Regions from separate parts of the Mus musculus genome. Here region 1 is linked to region 2. Evidence: chromatin contacts called from public Hi-C data. All regions are on one chromosome and are shown on one strand. The core of a region is the stretch at or near the end of the contact, and the rest is flanking DNA. Distances in the headings are between cores, read along the strand shown. Region 1 has its middle 37 kb from the start of Gm34581. Region 2 has its middle 160 kb from the start of Gm25015.

Evidence for each region. Hi-C and Micro-C count contacts between places; a contact is called where the count stands out from the background.
Region 1: a Hi-C map of cortical neurons shows a contact between it and region 2, with 4 times the contacts expected there. The contact joins two enhancer-like sites. A contact is called at or near these places in 5 of 484 Hi-C or Micro-C datasets (cerebral cortex, cortical neurons, embryonic fibroblasts and 1 more).

What each region holds. Positions count from the first base shown.
Region 1 is chr12:50,940,811-50,946,847 of GRCm38.p6, forward strand. No RefSeq gene overlaps it. Among named protein-coding and RNA genes, the nearest start is that of Gm34581, 37 kb to the right of the region's middle. Within about 2 kb of position 3,026, at least 42 of the 459 cell types and tissues checked have an H3K27ac peak or open chromatin away from gene starts, as enhancers often do. A contact at or near this core is called in cortical neurons, where this site is marked.
Region 2 is chr12:49,738,685-49,744,627 of GRCm38.p6, forward strand. No RefSeq gene overlaps it. Among named protein-coding and RNA genes, the nearest start is that of Gm25015, 160 kb to the left of the region's middle. Within about 2 kb of position 1,832, at least 20 of the 459 cell types and tissues checked have an H3K27ac peak or open chromatin away from gene starts, as enhancers often do. A contact at or near this core is called in cortical neurons, where this site is marked.

The DNA.
Region 1 (6,037 bases), core at 1,776-4,275, 1.2 Mb after region 2:
GCTTATTTGCAGAGGCGCTTCTGTTACCTCTTGCAATTTGAGACTTAAGTGGTCCTTAATATTAAAGGAGGACTTTTGGAAGCTAGAAAGAAATGACCTAGTCACTGCCTTTTCTAGGTAGGCTGTGAACTTTGGTGTTCCAGCAGGGAGCTCAGACCTGTACCTGGCTCTCTCATCTCTCAGGATCAGATACTTCCCTTAATAATCATGGAGGCATTTCTATATTCTTAAGGCTCAGGTAAAGACTTAAAATTTGAATCATTCCTCTGGGTATATAATGCTAATATAGGAATGGAAATTTAACGTTTAATTTTTTTTCTCAAAACATAATTAGATTATTTTCTCCTTTTAGAAAAAAAAATCCAATTTTAGTAGGCTAGCACTTGTGTTAGTAATTGAAAAATAACACTTTTATAGTTTCCTACTCCTAAGTGATGAGCCTTCCTGTTTACTCTCTGTAATGATCTGTTGGAGTAGTAGTACAAAACTGGGTCAAAATTAGGCAACCCAATGAATTACTCTTTGCTATTCATTTTTTATGTCCCTTCCAGGAGGTAACCAGTTCTGAGGACCTTCCTGGAGATGAGGTTTTATTGGGGGAGGGTGGGGGTGAGCTATGCTTCTAGATACAGAAAGCAGGAGACTATCAAAGCCTCTGTTGAATACTTGTTTTCAAAAGCACTGGGTGTATGAAATTATTCTCACTGGATATCAAGTCAAAGGAAAACAGCCCCTTGTTGAATTTTGTCTTCACATCTGACTTACAGCACAGGCTGTGTGTTCAGTTTCTAGACTCTACCAAGCCTACCCCTGACATTTTCTCCTGTAGCACTATGATTCAGTTCGGATGGTGGTTGTCTATAACTGGCCCTTTGTGACCATGTCGCTAGAATGGGCAACCCTCTGAAAACAAGGCAACACAATCTCTTTATTGTCTTTGAATGATCAGTATATTACATCTCTGCTCCACAACCCATGCCCCGGTATCTATAGGTGAGCTTGATCTAGAATCTGCCACTGCAGAAGGCACACAGAACTTAGAGAGTTAGCAACCTGATGTGAGAAAACGAGAAGCACCCACTTCCAGGTGTGATGCTCTGTTGGGAACCTTGCTTCCATGGACAGAGGAGGCTACTGACACTTGAGGGCAAAGTGGGGACAACCTTGTGCAACGTGACTTGAGGAAAGTTCTGATTTGAAAACTTAAAGTCCTAGGGAATGACTAAAAAGTGGACCAAATGAAGCCAATAGATCAGGAAGAATGCTGTCTTCATTCAACAAATAAGAAAGATGTCTGCAAGATGGTGAGGCTTATGAGAAAGCAGGAAAGCAAACAAAAGACCTGAGAGTTATTTATGTAAAGTCAATAAACAAGATACTTTCCTTCACCAGAAAAAAAATTGTAATCCACATTTAGAAAAAAAAAAAAAAAAGAATGCTGTTTAAAAAGACCAGTTGTTTTATTTGTAAACAAGCAATTAAGCAAAAACAAACCAAGGAAGATTTTTTTTTCCTTTCTTAGCACTTTCTTATTCCAAAGTTAGTGGAGTGCTAGATTTCTAAACTTTATTTACTAAATAATCACACAGAGCTTGAATTCAAATGTTTTTAACCTAGATTTTTGAGACTTACATGTCGTCAGATACAAGTCAAGAACAGAATACAATATAGAGCATTTTCTTTACTGCATTAGTTTATTTATGGAGGGGGGTCTGTACGGCCATACATGTGTGGTAGTCAGAAACCAGGTTCAGGTCTTTGACCATATGAGTTCCAGGGATTGAGTTCCCGTCATCCAGGTTGACAGCGAGCACAGTTACACTCAGAGTCACCCCCTTGTTCAGAAATGTGCAGTTGCATAGCATCATGGGAAGAATTTAAAGCTCACATCCCCTTGGCATGCTCATAACAACCGTAAGCACATTACCAATTATTTGTCAACTTCAGTTCTTAGCCTGTAGAAAAAAAGCCAAAGCATAGAATTAGCGTGAGAACTAAGTAGTAGAAATGTCTGTGGACTCTATGACACCAGAGTGACGGCTTGGAACTCTCATTATTGTCTTTGTAGTAGAGGAGATGTTGCGTGGTATTTGAGTATTCATTTTGTTTTCCATTTTTATCTTTTTCATTTTTCAGTATTATGTGATTGGCAAATAATAAAAGACAAACATTTATTGAATAGGAGAATGAATAAAAATATTTTGCCTTGACCATTACCATTATAATAGGCTTTTGACTTTGAGTTGCTCAGTTACAGATGGTACATGGCTTTTTGAAATGTTTGAGCTTTCTGTCTTGGTAGCATATCAAATGGTCCACCCTTGCTGGATCAAGCTTAGTGTCTCAAGCAGCAGCTTGTTCTGATCAAAATAATGTATAGCCAACCTACAGACAAATACGGCAGCATGCATTGAGTCTAGCCCTATCTACTAGGATGTACGTAAGCTTAAGGAGCCTACTTTCCAAATATTCTAAATACCAGGTAAGAATGTGAAAGAGTACGACGTGCATCTCTTTAAGTAAAACAAACATAATATGCTCACACTTTCACCTTCCACAAAACATGAGCTTGGAATCACAGAGTGTGTTCTTCCTAGAATCACTGCATCCAGACGTCCAGACATCCCATTCCCCTCACTTCCCTAAGTTTTCACCTCTGTGTAGTGCACACAGACATATGGACAGATCAACAACAGCCCTGAAGGGAGCTGCAGCCACCCAGCATGTACATTTTGCAGTTCCTTCAACCTGTTTCCCATCCTGCCCATCCCCTACGCAAATCAGGTTTGAATGCCCAAGCTTGTCACCTGGTATACAAAAATGCAGTCTAACACTGTATTTATTAGCAAACCCTTTCCCTTATGTTTAATTTATTGTTACGGTTTTTAAATGTACAAACAGTTATACCAGTTTTATACACAAAACCACAGGTACCGTTTTGTATCTGTCAAAATTCCAGCAGCCTGTGGCGAGAGACAGTTGAATAGATGTCCTGTGCTGCCACCTAGTGCTTTGGTGAAGATGTGGCCGTGTTCACGCCTCGGGAAACCAGGAAACAAAGGCGCACATCGTATGGAATAGCTACTCAAGAGCATTAGCAAACAGATGCACGTATGATCCTTGGACCATATTCCCCGCAACCACGCAACCTAGCTTGTTTTCACACAATAGCCGCTTACATCCCTGCTCTTCGCTGGCAAAACTCCGGCCTTCTAGCCTGGGGGCACCTGGTTTAAATCCAAACTGACTGGGCAAGCAAACCCGCTCTCAGTTCTGAGCCTCTTTCTACAGCTCCCATCTGGCCAAGGTTTCCTTGGCAAGTCTCTTTCTCCTGGAGGGACAGTTTGATCTGAATGTCTGGCCTATTACTTCAATTTGGATAGAAGGTATAAAGGAGTCAGACAGCTTTAAAAAAAAATCATTATCTTTAAAATTGACTAAAACAGCAGCCATCTTCTTTGCAGCGTCCAAAAGTGAAGCTTCTGAATTCCTTTCAGCGCCCAGGGTTTGTATCACCGGTTAGACCCTAGGTCTGCCTCTGTGTTCCTCCCCTTATTGCTGCCCGAGTCCCCGAAACACCATTCTTCTCCTCAATTAATAAATTAGCATGTTGCACTTACACAAACAGTATTTTTAAAAGTGCTATATTAGGCACTGGTTAGTGGGTGGATAAAGGAAAAGAAAATAGCCTTTCAGTGTGTCTGTGGATCACCACCTCCTGTCTCTTAGCCTACACTATCCCTTTTCTCTTCAGACCTTCTAAAACCCTGGACCCACTGACCCTTTCACCGTATTGATTCTCTTTCTTTACCTATATGTATGACTCCTATTGTAAGAATATTAGTACTTCACTTAAACCTTTCGACACCCCTCCTTCCAGTAAATTTCTTTTTCCCTGTTTTATCCCAATGCAGTAAATTCACCAAGCCCATATGCTATTGTCTAAATGTGCAGATTAGAGCCAGTCTTTCTACTAGAGCCCAGGAACTGTGTGCCAGGGCTGGGTAGTGCTTCTTTGCCTGACTTCTGAAGGCTCTGACACTAGAAGTTCTCTAAGATCCAACCGTTCTGGCAGTCCGTGTCTCCAGTCATTCACCACTTAGCCTGTAAGGAACTTCACTCTGGTAAATCCTCTTTACCCTCCTGGAAATCATCACTTCGCCATGGCTCTTAACTGAATTTCTTACCACTTGTTTGTTTCTATTTGTCAAATGCTCCATTGTTTTCCATCCTTCGTGTTTTGCTTTTTTAACATGAACTTCATCTGCATTTGATTTTTATATGTTTAACTTTATAAATACTTTTACCTACCCATCCTTTGGACTATCCAGGCTTTGTGATGGTGGTGATTTTGACAGCAATGGCATGAGTGGTTCACAGGTTACCCCTTCTTCAACAACAAAGCCAAATCATCCATGTCTCCAGTGTTTTTCTAACCATTTTCCAACCCCATGACACATTCAGCAAAATGGTTGTTGGTTGTAGCCATATATGTTAGGGTAACAAACCCTGTGTTCGTGATTCTCACCTCTGAACTTCGCCCATGCCAGATCTGTCCATGGCTATCAGAAGCACCAGGACACTGAGATTTCAATGATGCTGAGCTACATGGACTCATTAGGTTTATATGTATATAACCCTCCTCCAATCTTTTTCTACATATTCAGCCAGTAGAAAATATGTTTAAGTCCTGATTGCTTTATACCAGGATTGTAAAGTTCCTTTGGCTTCTAATTCAACTCTTATACCCATTCATATATAAAAAAAAAAAAAGAAACATGGCTAGTCTTTCAGACACTTTGCTCTTATGCAACTCACCTATAAAAACCCACAAGCACATCTATTGATTCTCTCTATCTTGTTTATATCATTTCTACGTGTGTGTGCTTATAGATTCTATACTAGACCCTACTCCAACTCCATCTGAGCTCTCCTACTTGTTCTCTGACATGTCCCATGTTTTAGTCCACTCCATCTTTCTGGCATTTCTTGTAAAGGAATATTTTGCACAGAGCATTTCTTGCCCTCTGAATTCTCATTCATACTTTCTAAAAACTAAGCCTTACTAACCTCTTAAAATGCACATAGAGAAACTACAGACAAGACTCAGCTGATCAGAGACTACAGACAAGACTACAGACATCAAGACTACAGACATCAGAGACTACAGACAAGACTCAGCTGATCAGGTGCTTTCTATGAAAGCATGAGGGCCTGAGTTCAGATTCCTACACCCACATAAAAAGCCAGGTACTATGGCAAAGTGGCAGAGTCTAAATGTCACGACACAGATGCCACTTTGAGGTGAGCTGCTGAGGGTGACACAAAAGCTCTCAGGAGAGTTCTATGGGGGCAGCACCTGGTACATTCACATGTCTTACGCTGTTGATGAATCATAGGCAGTAGATGGTGATCTCAATGAAGACGTCATTAGATACATAAGTAACTGATGCCTCTGACAAGATCTTCTGCCCACACTAAATAAAATAGATGGATATTTAGCCTACTAAATAATAACTTGAGTTGCCTGATCCTGCTGTATCTAACATGGACCAAATTTCACTGTGAGTATTCCTGGCCTCCAAATTTGGAAGCAATGATAAAGAACATGGCTAAGAGATCTCCGATATGTGACCTTATTTGCTCAGGACTCTGTTATGTATCTCATCTAAGGAAAGTTCCTATTATCCAACTTTCTCATTTTTTTCAGGGTGTAGTATTCTACACCATGTATCTCAAGTGGGAGTCTGGGTCCTGTCCATGTTCAGTGTTAATTAATGTTTGGCCCTCAAATTTAAAATCAGTAATTGCACTCTGAAAAGATAGATCACAGACACACAGAAATGGGGGAAATGCAGGTGGCTATGGAGGGAATTTTGTATATCAAAAGAATCACTGTTCATTGCTAACATACTACCTGTCTTTCCACATCACCCTAACTAGGATATTACCTGTAAGAGCCAGAGCCATACTTCACCAGTATTACCTTAGAATTTGGTATTGTACTGTCCATAGAGATCTGGTGAAAGATTATTGA
Region 2 (5,943 bases), core at 582-3,081:
GTGTTGCTTAATATGTCCATCAATCTGACCTTTACAACGTAGTTAACTTATCTTCTCCAGAAGATTCTCCAGTTGGATTAATCTTATGGCACCTGCCTTTTGTAAAAGTAAACTGCATATCCATATTACTCTAGGACTCTGTTTTGTTGAGGTTGTTGCAATTATACATGATCTAGTTATTGATCAGCCTCTGATGTCAGGAAGTGTTCATCTGTCTATGGGATAACCCACCCCTGTTCTGCTAGAGGCCACTAAAAGGGGGAAACACACTTTTGTCTGACACTCGTGTACTCTATAACTAAGTTTACATTAGTCCTTATGTGAACAGAAATACAAAAGAATCATAATCTTAACTGGTCTCCTTAAGAAAACAAGTCACAGTTTTAAGTTCTGAGGTAGTGATCAACAGTTACATTTACGTTATTAAAAATCTTTTGCACATTTATCCATAATAATTTTTAATTTTGGAATAAGTGACAGTGGAAATTATATTCAAATTACCATTCTTTGTCCCCCCATCCCCCAGCTAAGTTTATTAATATCAAAGATTTCTATTCATTCTATGTAAATTTACTGAAGTCTGTTAAATCTCCTGATTACTGACATTTTAGAGTTTTCTACACTTTTTGTCTCTCTTTTGACAAATCACACACATATCTTCAGGGACTCTTATTACAGAGCTAAGTACATTGTCTGACAAAAGTTACAGAATTTTAATAGATAAATGACAAATTTTAACAAAGAGTTCTAGTCAGTTAATTTTGAAATCATTTACTGTATGTATGGGAAACTGGCAGAAGTGATTTGATGAGGTGCAGGTTTTCTACACTTAATAAGAGAAATTTTTCAGTAGATGTGCTCTGTAAGATAAATCTATTTGATGGATTTATTACAAAAATAAATCTCCTAATAAAAATAGCCCTTCTTGCTTTTCGTTAGGTTCTTTCCCCCAGGATAAGGTAAACAATGCCATCAGTTATTTGGATCTAATTTTTCTAAAATTTAGATCGTTGCCTCAGTGTTAAGAATAAATCCAGAAAGGTTAAGTTCAGTTGGAAAAAGCTGAAGCAACTCCATTGCTGTAAAATCACGGATATCTTAGGCTAGAAAAATAAACAGGTGTTATGGTTTAAATATACACTTCTCAGTAGCTACATTTGTCTTTAAATACTTGGTTCACACGCCGTGGTCTGCCTGTGTTAGGGGGACAGTACACATGTGAAGGGGCATGTGTGATCACTGCATGATCCGTTCCCTGCAGGTGCTGGGAAAGGTCAAACAGGGAAACTCATCATCACAGAGTGAAGTGATTTTCTTCTTTATCAGCTCCTGAAGTAAACAGGCTGATGAGCACAACCCAGCCGCACTCACCCGCATGACATCATAGGCAATCACAGCTAAGTGTTTCTATATGTCAAAGCCTGAAGAGTCACTACCAGATTGTTGCCTGATTGGTACAAAAACTCAAAATGGTATTTCCTTGGTAATTAGTTAGTCAGAGATTATTTTGCAAGATTCTGGGCTCTGTGGGGGCTGGTCAAAGATAGGGAGCCCTGAGCCAAGGCTACAGTTTGCCAGCTCAGAAAATGAGCAGGCTGTGTTGCGAGCAGAGCGGCAGCATTATTTGAACGTGTATCGGTTAAGGAGTGAAAAAAATTTTAAAAAACAAAAATTTAAAGCAGACTTTTTTTTCTTTTATTTTAAGATCAGAAGTTTCATATCACATTCTTTGGAAAGAGAAGATTGCAAGTATGTGGTACTTAATCTTTGTTCATAATATATGCCCGGCCGTGTTCAAGACATTTTTCAAACCCATTTTCTCCCAGGCTCCCGTTCCGCTGCCAGGCTCCATCTCCTGCCAGTGAAGCAGCAGAGTTTAGGATACTGTGTCCTCACGGAAGATTCACCTCCCGAGTTTTCTAACCCAAGACATTTAAGTGGGAATCTGGGCCCAATCTGCTGTATTTTAGATTGCAGCAAAGGACTCAGAAACCCTGCTGCTACAGACCCTTTCCTAGGGGCAGCAGCCAATACTTTGGAAATTGGGTATTTTCTTTTCTTTTCTCTTTCAAGAAAAAGAATGCATAGTTTAACACTGTTTCAGATGATATTTTTTAAAAAGAGTTAGGTACTTTCCTGGAAAGGTAAATATTTTATGAACAATTATATTACAACCTCATTATATCAGGTATAAAATTTATCTAAAAAAATCAAACGAAAAAGGACAGAGGATTAAACATCCAGTAGTTTAAGATACTATTTCTAGTCACAGATTTCAGTATTAAGCATTACTGTGTACATGTGAACCATGACAACTTGGACATATTTTTATTTTTATAACAATATGTGGAAGAACATTTTGGGAAATCTTAGCAGTTGAGTTGTAGGTCACTTTAAATGTTGTAAATAAAATTTTGATTTCAAATCAATATCCATATTTAACTAGATTCTGAAATATAGGCAACTAAACAAGAATACAGTGACACAATTTGTATACAAATATACAAGTATTTAAGCACCACATCTATATTTCTATAAAAAAATAAGGCAGGCTAAGCCACGTTTCTGCTCATAAATTTCCACTGCTACAGGAAGTAACTCATCACAATTGAAGTACTTTCATAACCTTACCCTAACTGAAGGTTACAGCAGAGTGCTTGAGTATCATTATATTTTTTCTCAACAATAGTCTTTTTAAATACATAGATTTTCCACCTAACAGCAAGTTCCCCAGTTTCTCAGAGTCTAAGAGTAGCTTTCAGTAGTCTGAACTTTCCATTGATCTGAGCCATGTTTAGCTTCAATCTATCCCTGCACATGACTGGGGAAAGAGATGGTCTATCAGATTTTTTTTCTTGTACCTTCAAGGCTCTCTCAGAGTGAGAAAAGTTTTCAACTCTAAGCAGGGTCAGGATTTAACCCTTGTTTGGGTTTCATTGTGACAGCAGAGGAAGAAGGTTCTTGCTTTCATAAAGAAAGGGGTCAAGATGTAGAGGGAAATCTACACAATTCAGATAGGGTTGAGCAATACAAATTTTCTGCCTCAAGAAATCCAATGAAAAGTCACAGAAAGTTGAAAGCTTGGAGCAAGAATGGACTAAGATCATGGCAGGACTGGACTCAGGTTAAGTGGATAACAACAGGAGATGTAGGTAAGGTAGGGGGGAATGGAGAGAACATTCTATAAGCTTGGCAAGAATAGAAAGGATGGGACTGCTACCCTTTAATACTGGATTCTAGACTTGAACTCTAAGAAAGATCTCATGTTTACAAGTTGGAGAGAAAGGACAAATGATGATATTTCCAAACATATATTTTGAATTAGTATATAACTTGAATTAATGAAAAATATACTAAGAACTCAAATAACAAAAAATGTCATTTCCTCCAAGTAAATCATTTTTAATTCTTTAAAATTAATTACCAACCAAGTGTAATAAAATATGGTATCCTGCCGGGCGTGGTGGCACATGCCTTTAATCGCAGCACTCGGGAGGCAGAGGCAGGTGGATTTCTAAGTTCCAGGCCAGCCTGGTCTACATAGTGAGTTCCAGGACAGCCAGGGCTATACAGAGAAACCCTGTCTCAAAAAACAAAAAACAAACAAACAAAGAAACAACAAAAAAGATATGGTGTCCCAAGTATTATATAAAGATCCCAAGTAATAGATGAAGAGTATTATAAATTAGAATTATATTTAAAAATAATAGTGTATAGCTAGAAATAAATCCCAATATTTCACAAAATTGGTCCATTAAGTCAATTTCAGGACCTTCCTTCTCAACTACTCAGAATACAAGATATTTCATAAGAATCATAATATGTGAATTTAAACCAAACAATCTCCTAGTGGCATGGTTCAGGTTTCTTTATAAAACAATGTCTGGCAAAATGTATCTGGATCCACATGAACCATAATTAGACACTTAATATAAACACCATCAATGTTTGCTTTTTACACCTTAGAAAAATATACCACACTCAGAAGCTGACCACAGTCCATGTCTTCCTTAAAGTTTCTTGCAATGCTGCCAAGTATTGCATTTTCTCTATAGATGTAACTTAAGGTGGTCATTTCTTGACAATCACTTATTAAAAATCTTGTACATTATGAAAATATTTTCTTATTAATGCAAATAAATCCAAAATTAAAACTTTATAGATGAATCATGTAGTCAGTGATGTTATTTAACTGGCAAAATAGAAATACCACCCTAGGTGATAAATATCAAAAATACAGTAACTTTTTTTGATAACTGTAATAGAGGGGAAGAACAAAATGACAAATATAAGAATAGTTCAAATTAATGACAAAACCACGAATGCTTTAGTAAAAAGGTAAGAACCTTATGTGGGTTAGTTTCTACCTTGAGAAAATTAATGTCACAGTTAAAATTCTTGGTGTTGTTACTGCTTTAATTCTTCTAACACATATGCCTCATAAGGCCAATGTTTTCATTCTATTCAAAACTACATCAACAATAAGTAAGGGCACTCTGTTTTCAGTAAATATGAATGTACAAGTTAATAAATGCAATATACATTTTCTTGTGTGATCTACTTGACTTACCTATACTTACAAAGCATGGTCTTTCCTAATCAGCATGGGCGGGGCTGGGGTGGGGGGGGGAGGCGGTGCAGTCACTGGCTTTAGAAAGTGGCTCACCACTTTTGTCAGTATTTTCTCCTCATTTCTCCTCATGCAACCTCTCCCACACACCCTGTCAGTATAATCTCCGCTTCTCTTCACCAGCCCCCTGTTCCTGATTCTCACGATGGGTGAATGTGTGAATAAAGACACTGGGTATGGTTGTGCATGGTGCCATATCAGCCTGGATAGAAAGTCTGGAGCATAGCCCTTTGCAGTCCACATCCAAAGGGATAGATATTTTTGGTCCATCTACAGCATGTTTCTCCACATTTTTTTAACTGGCTAAAACAAGAACTGTAACTCAGTCTCTTTGAGTTCACCCTCCCTCTCTGCTCTCCAGTGTTCCCACATAGTTTTCTTCTGTTCCACTGCCATTGCTGTTCATTTCTTCAGAAATACTCATAATTGAAAAATGAGTTCCCCCAGCAAAATCTCATTCCATATGTAAAAGAGCATGTCCCACTCACCTAGAGGTATATTTTAGAGTAAGAAATTAACAGCTCAGCAGTCGATTGCCATAGCTTGCTGAGTAAGCTGGGCTCAGGTTAAAAGGGGGTTATAGGCTGCCAGCCAAAACACTGATGGCATTGCTGAATTCACAGATACAGAAACTCTATATGTCCCAAGGATTTTCTGTGGCTACCATTAATGTCACTCTCTCCTGCTCTGTCATTGCAAGTGTCACAATTCAGTCCCCTCATGCTGATCAAAATAGACATGGCTTTTTAACTCCTCATCTGTTGATGTATGTTTTTAAAAATATATTCAATATTAATTATAAAAATTATTGAAGATTATTATATCAGAGCAAAGCTGAAACAGACAGGAGAGCTGAAACAACAGCACGATCAACTTGTTCCCTGTAAAAATCACTCATGAAATTGGATAGTAGATTTTTGATTCTGACAAAGTAGCTTCTATCATATTTAGCCCAATCTTTCTCTATGATCATTTTGATGATACTACAGATGTAGTTACCTGAAGAAACAGTGATGGAAAATGGAAAAGAGCCAAAACACATTATTAAAACCATAGCTTTTATATATGAAGTGTTAATAAGATGATCAAGGCCTAAAATTACTTCATAATTCTTTATACAAATGCTTGAAACTGGTGGCAGATTTTGAGGGCTCCATGATCTCAAGGGTGCATCTAGATGAGTGTCTGTTTTCCACAATAATTATAGAATTTATTGTCATGTGTGATCTGCCAGAGTAAAAGCCTTTGCTTTAGAAAGATGTCAAGAAGTGCTTGCTGACAGAAGTCTGATAGAGCTGTCTCCTGAGAGGCTC